4 separate regions of the Mus musculus genome follow, and all the other regions are linked to region 1. Evidence: chromatin contacts called from public HiChIP or PLAC-seq and promoter capture Hi-C data. All regions are on one chromosome and are shown on one strand. The core of a region is the stretch at or near the end of the contact, and the rest is flanking DNA. Distances in the headings are between cores, read along the strand shown.

Region 1 (2,773 bases), core at 108-2,607:
CAGCCTAATGCAGCACTACCTCCTCCTGCTCACCCCCAACAAGCAATGGAGCTGGAAAACTGGGGGTGCTCTAGGAGGGCTGGAGAAGCACAGGATAGCACCACCCTGATGGGACTGAAGACCCGCAGCACCTGCTGGAAGAGGTAGGTAGCACCAGGAGCCAGAGCCAGAGGTAGGAGCCTGGCAGAGGGGCAGAGGCTCAGTTCGTTCCCATCCCCCCCCAACACACCCCTTTCTTTCAAGGGGCGTGGCCCCAGCACCCCACCGATGAGACTGAGAGGGCTCCGGCCACCTAGTAGCCTCTCTGAAGCCCTCTTGTATCCTTCCAGGGCAGCACCTGGGATCTCTGCAGGCAGAGGGGGCCTCCCAGGAATCTACACTCGCCCTTCCCTACAGCAGCCAGAGTCAGCCCATCACCGCCGCCGTCCTCGCCGTACACCAGGCCTGGGACCGTCCAGGAAGCAAGAGGGGAATCCTCCGGGGAAGGAATGACCCGTGGAGGCCCTGCGCAGGGGGAGGCCGAGGAGGCCCGAGCCGGCGTCCTCTCCGGTGGCACCGCACCGCCCCTTGCAGCCGGGTGGAGGGCCTGCGGGCCTGGGCTGGCTGCGGCGCCCACTCGCGCGCCGGAGCCGGAGGGGGCGGGGGTCCCCACGAAGCCTTGCAACTTCCACCCCACTGCCTCAGGCCGGCCCGAGGCGCAGCCAGGGACCTGCCCCGAATCCCGCGGCCCTGCCCGGGCCTGCCCAGCGCGGCGCTCGCCTGCGGCCCACGTCCCCACCCGCGGCCCGGTCCGACCCGGCGCAACACGGGCCGACATGGGCACCCGCAGGGCCCTTCCCGCGGGGCCACTGCAAACTTTCTCTCCTGCCTGGAGGAAGGGACCGCGACTGCGGCCACAGACATTGCGCCCCCCCGGATCGTAGGGCCCCGGACGTGCTGCGACCCGCCGGGACGCGGCAGCCCATAGCGGAGACCGCGCCCGGACACACGCGGGCGCCCGGCCGGAACCGCAGGACACGCCAGCCGCGGACACGCGCGCCGCAGTCCCCGCGCACACCCCCCTGGCCGCCGCCAGCGCCCCCCGGCCACTCGGGACCCCGGGCCGCGACGAGCCTCCCGCCGCCCGCGGGGAAAGTTGCGCCCCGACTCACCCGCCAACCCCGGGCGCGTCCCGCCGCTGGCCATCGTTGCGCCCCGCCGCTCGCCCCTCTGCGGGGCCGCCCACGCCGCGCAGGCCGCCCAGGCCGAGGCCGCCGCGCCCGGGCTCCGCTCCGCTGCGTGGCTGCGTCGCCGCTGCCCAGCATGAATGGGGCGCTGAGCTCCGCGCGGCTGCGGACCGGCCTCGCTCTCGCCGCCCCGCGGAGCGCCGTGCCGCGCGCATGCGCCGGCCGAAGCCGGGGGGCGGGGCCGGGGGCGGGGGCGGGGGCGGGGCGGGACCCGCGATGGCCTGCAGGGGGCGCTCGGCCCCGCGGCGAGAGCGCGCGCGGCGGGCCCCACCGCTTGCCTTCAAAGGGCGATGGCCACCTCAGCCTTAAAACTCTGGACTGGGGTGGGGGTGGGTGAGGTGGTCCGGGTGGTCCCAGGAGTCGATGCACTCTTTAAGGAGCACAGGCTGGAAGTACAGCTTTCGTGCACGGAAGGGTAAACTGAGTCCGGAGGAAGCACTTGCCCTGGTCCTATTGCTCATCTCTGCCTGCGCAACGATCGCTTAGGTGGGACCGGCACTGCACCCCGCAGGCCCCAGGAGGTGGCGCGTGCCGGGATGCCTAAGCTCAGAGGACGACTGTCCTGTCCGGTACGCGGTCCTGCAGCGGGGCGTGTTAGAACTACCCCAGCAGGATAGAGACCTCGCCGGGTCGATCGCGGGCGCGGGGCTGGCCTGCAGAGCTGGATTGCGCCAGGTCTCGGTCGGGTAGAGAACCTTTCTCAATAAGGTCACCCAGTGCAAGGCATCCAGACCAAAGCAGGCAGCTGTGCGCAGAACAGAACAGAGCAGTCAGAAAAGGTGGTCGTGGGAGGGGCGAAGGCTGACTGGGCACAGCCTGGGGGACCCAGTGCAGCTCATTCGGTAAGGACCATTGTCCGTACTCGTCTCCCAAGCAGTCATCACCCTCTTTCCCTGTGCTCATCCTTGCCTGGTTTTTCTTTGGGTGTGACCGTTTACATTTTGTCTCCCTGAATGACATATTCTTTTGTGTAGCTTGTTTGAGGATGCTATAGAAATGGTGTCCCGCCTTCCTCTCTGATAGGAATGCAGGGTCCTGTGGTCAGTCTTTGCTCTCACTGTGTGGCACAGGCTATTCTGGATAGTTAACCCTCTCTTCTGCTACTGGACTGGAGCCCCCTGCTCTAGACCTTGGTCTTTAGCTTCAACAGACGATGCAAACTTGGTTTTCCCCCAAGTGAAACCCCACCCCTCCACGTGATGGAGAAGTGTCAGCAACAGTGGGAAAGGTAATGGTTTGATTTTGCCAGGCTGAAAGTTGGTGCTGGTTCTTTTTGCTTCTGAATGGCGGTGAGACCCTTCTTCCACAGTTACACTTACCGTCGGACTCCACAGGCACTACATACTGAATGTACAAATCTCTGCTGTGCTGTACAAACCGGGTAGACAGACTGCGCAGGCCCTGTGACCTGCCCAAGCTCCCTCGCTGGTTGGTGGCAGAGCCTGGAGTCTGGCCCAGAGGTGCAGTTCAAACTGTGGGCTTCCTAGTTGCACACCTGTCTGCTTCCAATAGTTGGCTCTGCTTTCCAGTCCACAGCCTTACCTGCC
Region 2 (2,700 bases), core at 84-2,583, 350 kb before region 1:
AAGTTTGTGAGTCATGGGTCCAGCACTGAGTGGGTGGAACACTACATGTTTATAGGCTGGGGCTTTCTTAGGAGCCTCTGAGTCCCTCTTCTGATGGTCTAGATCCTTATAGTAGAGACAGAGAAGATGGGGATTAGAAACCAGGAAATGGCTAATTCATTCATTCATTCATTCGTCCCTGTGCTTGTCCTGTTTGAAGCATGAAGACCACAACAGTGATCAGGCAATCCCTAAGGCCTCAGTGGTGGTTTGGGAAGGAGTCACAGTAGCAACGAATGACCAGTTCAAAGGTCCTGGGGCAGGAGCAAGCCGGCCATCGCAGGGAGCAGTTCAGAGGCCAGGATAGCTAGAATGATATGGTTGGTGGAACAAATGAAGTCAGAGCCGGGCAGGCACCGCGACCACTCAAGAGCTCTCTCTCAGTGAAGATTACAGACAAGATCTGATGTGCTCTTTAGAAGATTTTTCCCCCCAAGGCACAGGCATGAGAAGAAGAGGTTCAAGGTCAGAGTAGGGTCTAAGGTCACTCACTGTCTGGAGGTGGGAATGGAACCAGGGTGTGGCAGTGGAGGGATCTTACACTGACACATATCAGTGTGAGTCCGGCAGGATTGGCTTGTAGTTCTCTGTGGCAGAGCTGGAGAAGTGCAGGGTGGTACCCAAAGCACCTCTGCAGGTTCCTTGGGTGAGCACCAAGGCTCTGGATTTCTGTGGGGAAATAAGAAAGAAATCCTGAGGATTTCTTCTGTGGGGCTGGGCAGAGATTCAATCCTGGTGGGCACAGGGTGGAGGGTGAAAGAGCAGCCCGGACAGAGTAAGGCTCAGGGGGTGTGACTGGGACTTGGGTCTGGTCCTGCACCTGCTCTGACCACCGTATCTTTCAACCCCCTACTCTACTCTTTGCGAGCACAGTTTGTCTGCTATTAACTGGCTAGGCCCCCCAGTCACTAGCCTCGGCTGAGACTCTGCCCTGGCTCCCCGCCTCCCTGCTGTGGCAGCCTCTGGGATTCACAATTTCAGCCTGACACCATAGTAACCACTTAGTGCGGTTCAAGATTCCAGTGTCATCCCTGGTCGCGCTTGAATAGGATGAGGCAGGGTGGGGGAGGGGAGGGCCCTGCAGAACCGCAATTATTTCTCAGTTGCCAAGGAAAATGTAAACAGAAGGTCAGCCTTGGCGGAGACTCTGTTTTATTTTTCCCTTTGTAGGATGGGTTGATTTGGGGAGATTAAATTGTGTGTTATTTTTCTTCCTGGGCTTCCCATCCTCCCGTCGGCCCGTTGACAGAGGCAATACAGCTGCAGAGACTGGGACTGAGACTGCACCGCAGCTGCCGCTCCAGCCTGCCCGGAAGCTGGAGAAGCCCCGCCCAGCTGTCCCCACCCACCAGAGTGCAGCCCCGGAGCCTGACCTGGGATTTTAGCCTGAAGTCAGGGCGAATAGTGTGGGTGTGAACCCTCGGCTCAGCAGAGGAACCAGCCGAACTACAGGAAGCTAGAAGAATGACCTGACAACTCACAGAACAAGGGAAAACAAGGAATTGTGCTGATTTAAGTTGCTAAAGCCAGGCAAGGTGGCTCATGCCTTCATCCCAGCACTTGGGAGGCAGAGGCAGGCAACCTCTGTGAGTTTGAGGCTAGCTTGGTTTACAAAGCTAGTTTCAGGCAGCCAGGGCTGTTACCCAGAGAAGCCCTGTCTCAAAAGAACAAACAAACAAACAAACAAAAGTTGCTGAGACTCGGGCTAGTTCCTTAGGTGGCGAAAGTTCCCTGATACATCCTACTGTTCTCTCTGACCAGGAGGGTTTCTTTTGCAGGAGAGGGAGTCATTGTCCCCGGTTTCTCACGCTCTGGATGGCGACTAGGCCTCCCTCGGGAGGCAGTGGGGGCTCTGTTGCCTCGAGGAAGTCCTCCCTCGCCTTCACTGTAGACCGTATGCATACCAGATTGGAGTTGTCTTTAGTTGTGTGCGTGGGACTTCTACTTTGAACTCTTCCAGAGAAGGGTCCTGCCATGTTTGAGGTCCCAGCCCTGGTGTCAGTCTTAATTTCAGTTGCTGCATCGGGGACCTGGGAGAGATGCTTTCAGATAGACTTGGCTGTTGCCTCTGGTCTCGGGTTATCATCTGGCCTGGAGGCTGGACCCTGTGAGGAACCAGCTTTACACTTGGCTCAGGAGCACCAGAATCCATCAGGACTGAAAAATACTGCCTGCCATCTACCTTCACCAAGCCTTGAGCTGACCTTATTAGACAGCCGCAAGAGGGAGAGGGAAAAGGAGAGGAGGAGGAAGCTGCCAACAAGGTTTCTGGCATCAGGGGGCCAGTTTCTTCAGCAGCTCCTGAGTGCTTCTTCCTACATCTTTCCTGGATATGGGAATCACAATGGAACCAGATGTGAGCTGGAGGGTCCTGATGCCAGTTAGCTCTGCACGGCCAGAGCCCTTTAACCATGGCTTTAGGAAGCCTGTTTACTGTGGAGACCCAAAATTAACTTTGTGCTGCAGGGTTAGGCAGATCTAGCAGCCTCCTGGCTCAGCAGCAGGGAGAACTCTGGTGGGGTGCTTGCTCTCTCTTCCTGACCTCTCCCACCAAGGATGTTTGCACTTTGTAACCTGGGTGCTACCCAACCTCCCTCACCCCCTGGAGGATCCAGCTCCATGCTGCCTAGAAAACCCAGCCTGGAGGCTCCACAGGCCACA
Region 3 (2,794 bases), core at 284-2,783, 400 kb before region 1:
TGGAGAAGCAACCCACACCAGCATCTTTACTGTTTGCATCATTCTCAGTGCCCTGGGAGCCATACCTTAGTGAGCTTCCACTGTCTAGTGGGCTCCTTTATACCTCTAAGAATATTCAAACAACCTCGTCCTTATGCTTTTCTGTTTGAGCTCAGCAAAAGAGCTGGTTTGATCTTGTCTAGCACCGAGTGTAAGAGATGTCTTTTCAACTTGTACACATGCATGCCTTCTATAGTGGGCAGTGGGGTAAGCTTAAGAGCTCTTCTGTCTATGGAACTCACCTTCCTGTGAGAGCCAATGATTCTTTTGTCTGGAAAGTGACAGGTTTGGGTATCCCTAGGTGGGATAATCTTAGCATAAAACACTGAGGTGGAAGACAAGACCCGTTGACTGTTAGTAAGGAGGACTTGGCAGTCGTTTAGCCTCAGCAGTGAGAGAGGTCATAGAGAAGGATGTGAAAGAACATCTCCCTTGGTCTCACTTCCAGAGGAAGAGAATAGCACCAGTCATGAGATGCCTTGTGGTGAGAATGGTAGCTTAACCACCACCCCTGCCACATAAGTCACATCCAGTTGGGGGTGATATAATGACCTTTGTTACCTGTTTGAACTTTTAATGAACTTTGTTTTACCCTGTAACCCTGTGTGTTAGTTAGCTTTCTACTGCTGTGAAAAAATAACAGGGGGAATGGCTTGTTTGATTCGCACATTCAGAGGTTTCTGAGGCCCTAACATCATGGTGGAAGCACATGATGGAGCAGAACTGGTCATATCATGGTGGCCGAGAAGCTAAGAGACACAGGAAATGACTTGGCTCCCAATATGGCCTTCAAGACACACTTCCAATGCTCTGATTCTTCCCATCTACCTCCTAGAGGTTTCACTAACTCCCTATAGAAGCTGGAGACTTCTGGGGCGGGGAGGGTGTGCACTCATGAGTATAACACCTTGTCTCAGTGGCATGTGGGGGAATGCAGAGGGTCACTCCCTCAGGTGAGAATAGTGCAGTGTCACAGACACATGACCTGAGGTGGAGACAATGTGCAGATGCCTCTGAGAGAGAATGTCAGCACTAGCCCTGGAGGTCTCCGGGGACTTGAAGACATCTTCTGGGGTTTCCAGTCATATACAGTTCAACGCTGGGACCTTCTACTTTAGCTGTTCTGGCAGACACTGGTCCTGGGACTTCAAGAAACTCCTCGGGGTCTCCCTGGCAGCTGGTTGAGAAGTCTTAGTTTTGCTCGTTTTATATCAGCTGTGTCAGCCCTCTCCTCATCCCCATGAAGAAGCTGAGCCCATGCAAACCACCTTGTGAGATGTGATCAAACCCCAGGTTATTATTGCCAGTAACGCAGGCATGACAACTTAATGACAACAGACAGGTGATTAATGGGAACACAAATAGAAACAAGTCACAGTGAAATTTCTTTGTCATTTCCGTTAGCAGGTCAGATCTGGTTTTAGCACTGTATGTGGCCTGTACTTTCCCAAGATGGCCTTAATCATACCTTTTTCCCATGGGGTCCTCTGGCGCATGACCACAACACCCTTGCCTCACAGAGGTGTGGTTCAACTTCCTGATACTGTTTGAGTCAGAGGTGTCCTTCAGGCGTGTGTTTGGACACTCAGCCTTCAGCAAGTGGCCCCCCTCTACAGGCTGTAAAGCCTTTGGCAGGTGGGGCGTGGCTGGCAAAGTGGGTTGGTGGGAGAGGATGGGCCTTGAGACCTGGCTCCAGTGCTTAACTCAGTACTCTCTGCTTCCCACTTCCTGCTGTGATGCGATCCGTGACCTGCTCTGGGCACCATGAACTTTGACAAGACTTCCCCACCAGGAAGGACTGTACTGTCTCAGCCTGTGAGCCAGCAGAAACCTTCCTTCCCAGGTTGCTTCTGTCAAGTATTTTGCCACAATGATGAAGAAAACTGACCAATGCCCTCCCCTCCCTTGGATCTGGGTGTACATGGGTCTTCTTCAACATGGGCTTTGGCAACCGATGTGCTGTGGCATGTAGCCAGATGGCTGCTGCCTTCCTGTGGGGACACTCCTGCTGGGGTCTTGGAGCCACTAGAGAAGTACAGATGGGCTGTGGACAAGAGTGCTTGGTACGTCCTGTCCAGCCTTTGACCAGCCTCAGTGGATTGTGGTCTCACTCAGAGTCCATCTGAAGTTGTGCAGGAGGCTTCAAGTGGGACTGACTCAGTGGAGGGGCCAGCAAGGAATCCATGTGTAAAGCTAATGGGGCTTGTCCAATAGTACACTGAGTCTTAGTTAATGCTGTTAAGTAGCAGCAGTATCCGAAGCACAGTTGGCATTACTGTTGGACTCCACAAAAGACAGGTCTGGCGTGAACAACCATGCATACTTAGCCATGCAGTGTGCAGTGTGGGCGGTGGAGGGATGACCTGGTCTGTCCTCACTCCACCCTTACAGATGTACTCACAGGCATCACTTGCCTGAGCCTGTGTCCTCTTCTGTAAAGCGGAGATTCAAGCAGAGCTGTTATGTGAGGGTCATAGCTGGCACCAGCTGCCACAAATTGACACCTTAGATGGACTCATTCTCTCTGTTCTGTAGGCTATGCATTTGGGGTCAGGGCAGAACAGCCAGGGCTTCCTAACTTCTTGTTGTGTGTTGTGCGATTTCTTCTTTGGGCATACTTGAAGAGAGGGAGTGTGTCTCTATGAAGACACTAATTCTGTTGGATCAGATCCCCGCTCAAATTCATGACCTCATTTAACTGAAATTTATTCCTGATAGGTTTTATCTCCAAATATAGTATGAGGTGAGGATATGT
Region 4 (2,920 bases), core at 277-2,776, 290 kb before region 1:
ATGCTGCCTTCTTGGAAGTCATAACTGAAGCTTTGCTAGCTGCTAATAAAGAACCTTGGAAAAAAAGATCCCATTGACACAGATGCTTTGAGAAGACAGCAATAAGCTAGCCATTACATCCTGTTACGTGGATTAGGAGGACGTTGGAGAATATTTGCATACCAATTACCATAAAATTGAAGTTCAATCTATACTGATTTTGTGTCTTGCCTTTGGAAAGTTGAGTTTCTGTCTACATCTGTTTGCTCAGAAGATTCACTCTCCAGTAATGCCGCAGATTTTGTTGTAACAGTTTCAAAGTGTCAACGCATACAATTGAGAGTGAAAACGTTGATTAGGCGAAGATGAACTGCTATGCTGTACATAGTCAGAACGTGATCCCTGCAAGGATGTTTACCTTGATGATAATTAACCCACCGTTTGCCTCAGGGATCCAGCTAGCTGCAGTTAGCTCAAGCTGTTACAGACACGGATGCATTCTTTAATATTGGGGATACAGTAAGGTGCACATATCCATGCAAAGCACTATGCACAACTAACTGACCCAAGCAGGCAATTCACTCCTAGAGAAGCCAGATTGGCTGCAGTGATCCAACCCCTGCAGAACACCATCACTCACTGCGGTGGAACTGTGTCTTTGTGGCTGCTACCTGACATTCCGGTGTTTGCTTTATGGCTTAGCTAGGTTTTCAGCACATCAGCAAGACTCAGTGTGACACTTCTTAGCCCTTTCATGCTGCTATAACAAAATACCTTAGGCAGGGTGACTTATGAGCAGCTAAATATTCAGGTTTCTTTCTTCTGGAGCCTGGGAAGATTGTGAGGAAGGAAGCAGCAGGCAGGTGTCTAGTGAGACCTGATCCCCATCCACATATCGTCACGTAGCAGAGGGACAAACAGCTTTCTTGGGCTGCACTCTCTCTTTTAAAAAATATTTATTTATATATATTTTATGTGGATGTATGTTTTGTCTGTATGTATGTCTGCACACCACATGTATGTCTGTGCCCCACATGTATACAATACCTGTAGAGGCCAGTAGAGGCGATACATTTTCTAGACCCGGAGTTACAGACAGCTGTGAGCTACCATGTGGTTACTGGGAACTGAACCTGGGTACCTGAGGTGAGCAGCCAGTGCTCTTAGCCACTGAGCTATCTCTCCAGCCCTACCTTGGGGGCTCTTTATAATGACATTCACAGGATTCAGCCTTCATATCCTTGTCCCTTCCAATGTCCCTCTCCTCTCACTGAGGATGAAGTTTCAGCACAGACATTTTGGAGGGACACTCACGTGTTTGGTTAACCACATAGGGGCTAGTCAAGTCTGTGAGTCCTCACGGTGCCGAGCATAAAATAAGACTAGTTATGAACAGATGGGTAAATAGGCAAAGGAAAGCATGAGGAAATGAAAATAAATATCATTTGTGTTTTAAACTCCCAGGGGAACACAATCTCCTAAGCTTGGGAGATACAGCTGGGAGGCCAAGGGAGGTGACCCAGAAGCTGAGGTCAGCCACAGCCTGTCAAGCCTCACTGGCTCAGAGCTAGGCGACAGGATTAGCTAGGTGGTCTGTGACAACCAGGCTTAAATGGAACAAAGGGCACAGTGAGGGAACAGCAGGGGCAGTGCCCAATGAGGCACCAGGACAAGCCCAGGCCAGGCCAGCTTCACTCTGCTCCGTTCTGATGCATCCTGGCTGTCCTTGATGCCCTGCAGACATCCCTGGTCAGGCCCCCTGCTCCTCCACACCTGCTTTGTAACTCAGGCTTCTCCCAAGCCTTGCAGCCACCAGAGCACTCACTCCCTTTCTCTCCTTCGATGGTTTTGAGTTGATATTGGATATTGTTTTCTGATTATACCATCGTTAATTGTACATCACTTAATGACGAGGCTGCACTCCGAGAAATGTCTCCCTGCATGACTCCGCTATCATGTGAACATCAGAGTGGATGTATGCACACTAAGATGGCTATAGCATCACCAGGAGAGCAAATCTTTTGTCCACTGTGGTTGTGCCTGTTGTTGGCTAAGACTCTGGTAGTAGTGCTGGCTGTGGTTAAAGCGGAGGAGAAGAAGGGAGAGCAGGCAGGAGGGAAGGAGGGAAAGGGGGTGGTTGAGGAGGGGAGAAAAGCAAATGAAGGAAGGGAGGGAGGGAGAGAGAAAGAAATAAAGGAAGGAAGGAAGGAAGGAAGGAATGGGGGAAAGGAGAGAAGGGGGAAAAGACAGAAGGGGTAGGAAAGGGAGGGGAAGAAGGGGAGGGAGGGAGCAAGGAAGCCACGCCTCTCAGCCATGAAGTCTGCACATAGCCAGAGCTGTGACTCCAGGCAGCTTTCCTCCAGTGGTGGGATTTCTTGCACTGAGTGGGGCCCAAAGGACACACCCCCATCTTGGGACTCACCTGCCCTGTGGCAGAGTCTCCTTGGGACTTCTGAAACTTCCTGTGCTGTGCCATACCACATGACAGTCAACCCTGCTGGATCCAGATTTCCCACAATTTATATTTCCCAGGTGACTCCAAAGTATGACAGCATCTGGGGATGACGCTGTGAGGACTCCTATGAGGGAGGCAAACTCTGGTCCTAGGTGAGGGGCAGCATCTGCTCAGAGCTGTTAAAATACAGACTCCTGGCCCCTGCCCTCTGCTGACTGCAAGGTGGTCTCCAGGTATTTTAAAGGCACGTTAGTTTATATGGGAAGCAATAAAAGTGGTAACAACCATTTATGCAGCTCTTAAGCTCACTCCATATTGATGAGTATGAGGGACAGTAATTGGTTTTTGATAGGCACAGAGTTCTCTGGAGGCTGCACTGCCTTAGGCTGGGGGTGTCGGGGGATGGTGGGGATGGTGAAGATGGTGGGGGATGGGCCAGCCCAAAGCACCTAGAATATTCTAGAAAATAGAAAATAACCATTGTCC

The links. Promoter capture Hi-C pulls out the DNA fragments that hold promoters and counts their contacts. HiChIP or PLAC-seq counts read pairs in DNA pulled down with a chosen protein or histone mark.
Region 2: an H3K4me3 HiChIP or PLAC-seq map of bone marrow-derived macrophages shows a contact between it and region 1, with 4 times the contacts expected there. The contact joins the enhancer-like site here to the promoter of Plxna1 in region 1. A contact is called at or near these places in 4 of 39 promoter capture datasets (3T3-L1-derived adipocytes, the C10 cell line, pre-B cells and 1 more), 3 of 484 Hi-C or Micro-C datasets (bone marrow-derived macrophages and embryonic stem cells), 17 of 115 datasets of contacts at active chromatin or transcription factors (SST interneurons, bone marrow-derived macrophages, craniofacial prominence and 12 more) and 2 of 9 other capture datasets (adipose tissue and embryonic stem cells).
Region 3: a contact with region 1 is called in a FOXA1 HiChIP or PLAC-seq map of pancreatic cancer cells. The contact joins the enhancer-like site here to the promoter of Plxna1 in region 1. A contact is called at or near these places in 6 of 39 promoter capture datasets (3T3-L1-derived adipocytes, the SN4741 cell line, cranial neural crest and 3 more), 4 of 484 Hi-C or Micro-C datasets (the C2C12 cell line, bone marrow-derived macrophages and embryonic fibroblasts), 18 of 115 datasets of contacts at active chromatin or transcription factors (the NIH/3T3 cell line, SST interneurons, bone marrow-derived macrophages and 15 more) and 1 of 9 other capture datasets (adipose tissue).
Region 4: a promoter capture Hi-C map of the C10 cell line shows a contact between it and region 1, with 8 times the contacts expected there. The contact joins the enhancer-like site here to the promoter of Plxna1 in region 1. A contact is called at or near these places in 4 of 39 promoter capture datasets (the C10 cell line, hippocampal neurons, liver and 1 more), 2 of 15 datasets of contacts at CTCF or cohesin (large pre-B cells and pro-B cells), 1 of 484 Hi-C or Micro-C datasets (bone marrow-derived macrophages), 11 of 115 datasets of contacts at active chromatin or transcription factors (SST interneurons, bone marrow-derived macrophages, embryonic forebrain and 8 more) and 3 of 9 other capture datasets (adipose tissue, embryonic stem cells and liver).

What each region holds. Positions count from the first base shown.
Region 1 is chr6:89,361,256-89,364,028 of GRCm38.p6, forward strand. It overlaps Plxna1 (plexin A1), which reads right to left and starts at 1,358. Exons shown (of 32, transcript NM_008881.2): 1 at 1,152-1,358. Gm40415 reads left to right here and starts at 100. Exons shown (of 2, transcript XM_017321867.2): 1 at 100-143; 2 at 330-1,336. The coding sequence starts at 489. The coding sequence ends at 923.
Region 2 is chr6:89,007,683-89,010,382 of GRCm38.p6, forward strand. No RefSeq gene overlaps it. Among named protein-coding and RNA genes, the nearest start is that of Gm36639, 15 kb to the right of the region's middle. Within about 2 kb of position 1,334, at least 136 of the 459 cell types and tissues checked have an H3K27ac peak or open chromatin away from gene starts, as enhancers often do. A contact at or near this core is called in SST interneurons, adipose tissue, bone marrow-derived macrophages and 8 more, where this site is marked.
Region 3 is chr6:88,956,483-88,959,276 of GRCm38.p6, forward strand. No RefSeq gene overlaps it. Among named protein-coding and RNA genes, the nearest start is that of Gm36409, 16 kb to the right of the region's middle. Within about 2 kb of position 1,534, at least 31 of the 459 cell types and tissues checked have an H3K27ac peak or open chromatin away from gene starts, as enhancers often do. A contact at or near this core is called in pancreatic cancer cells, where this site is marked.
Region 4 is chr6:89,070,380-89,073,299 of GRCm38.p6, forward strand. No RefSeq gene overlaps it. Among named protein-coding and RNA genes, the nearest start is that of 4933427D06Rik, 24 kb to the right of the region's middle. Within about 2 kb of position 1,527, at least 28 of the 459 cell types and tissues checked have an H3K27ac peak or open chromatin away from gene starts, as enhancers often do.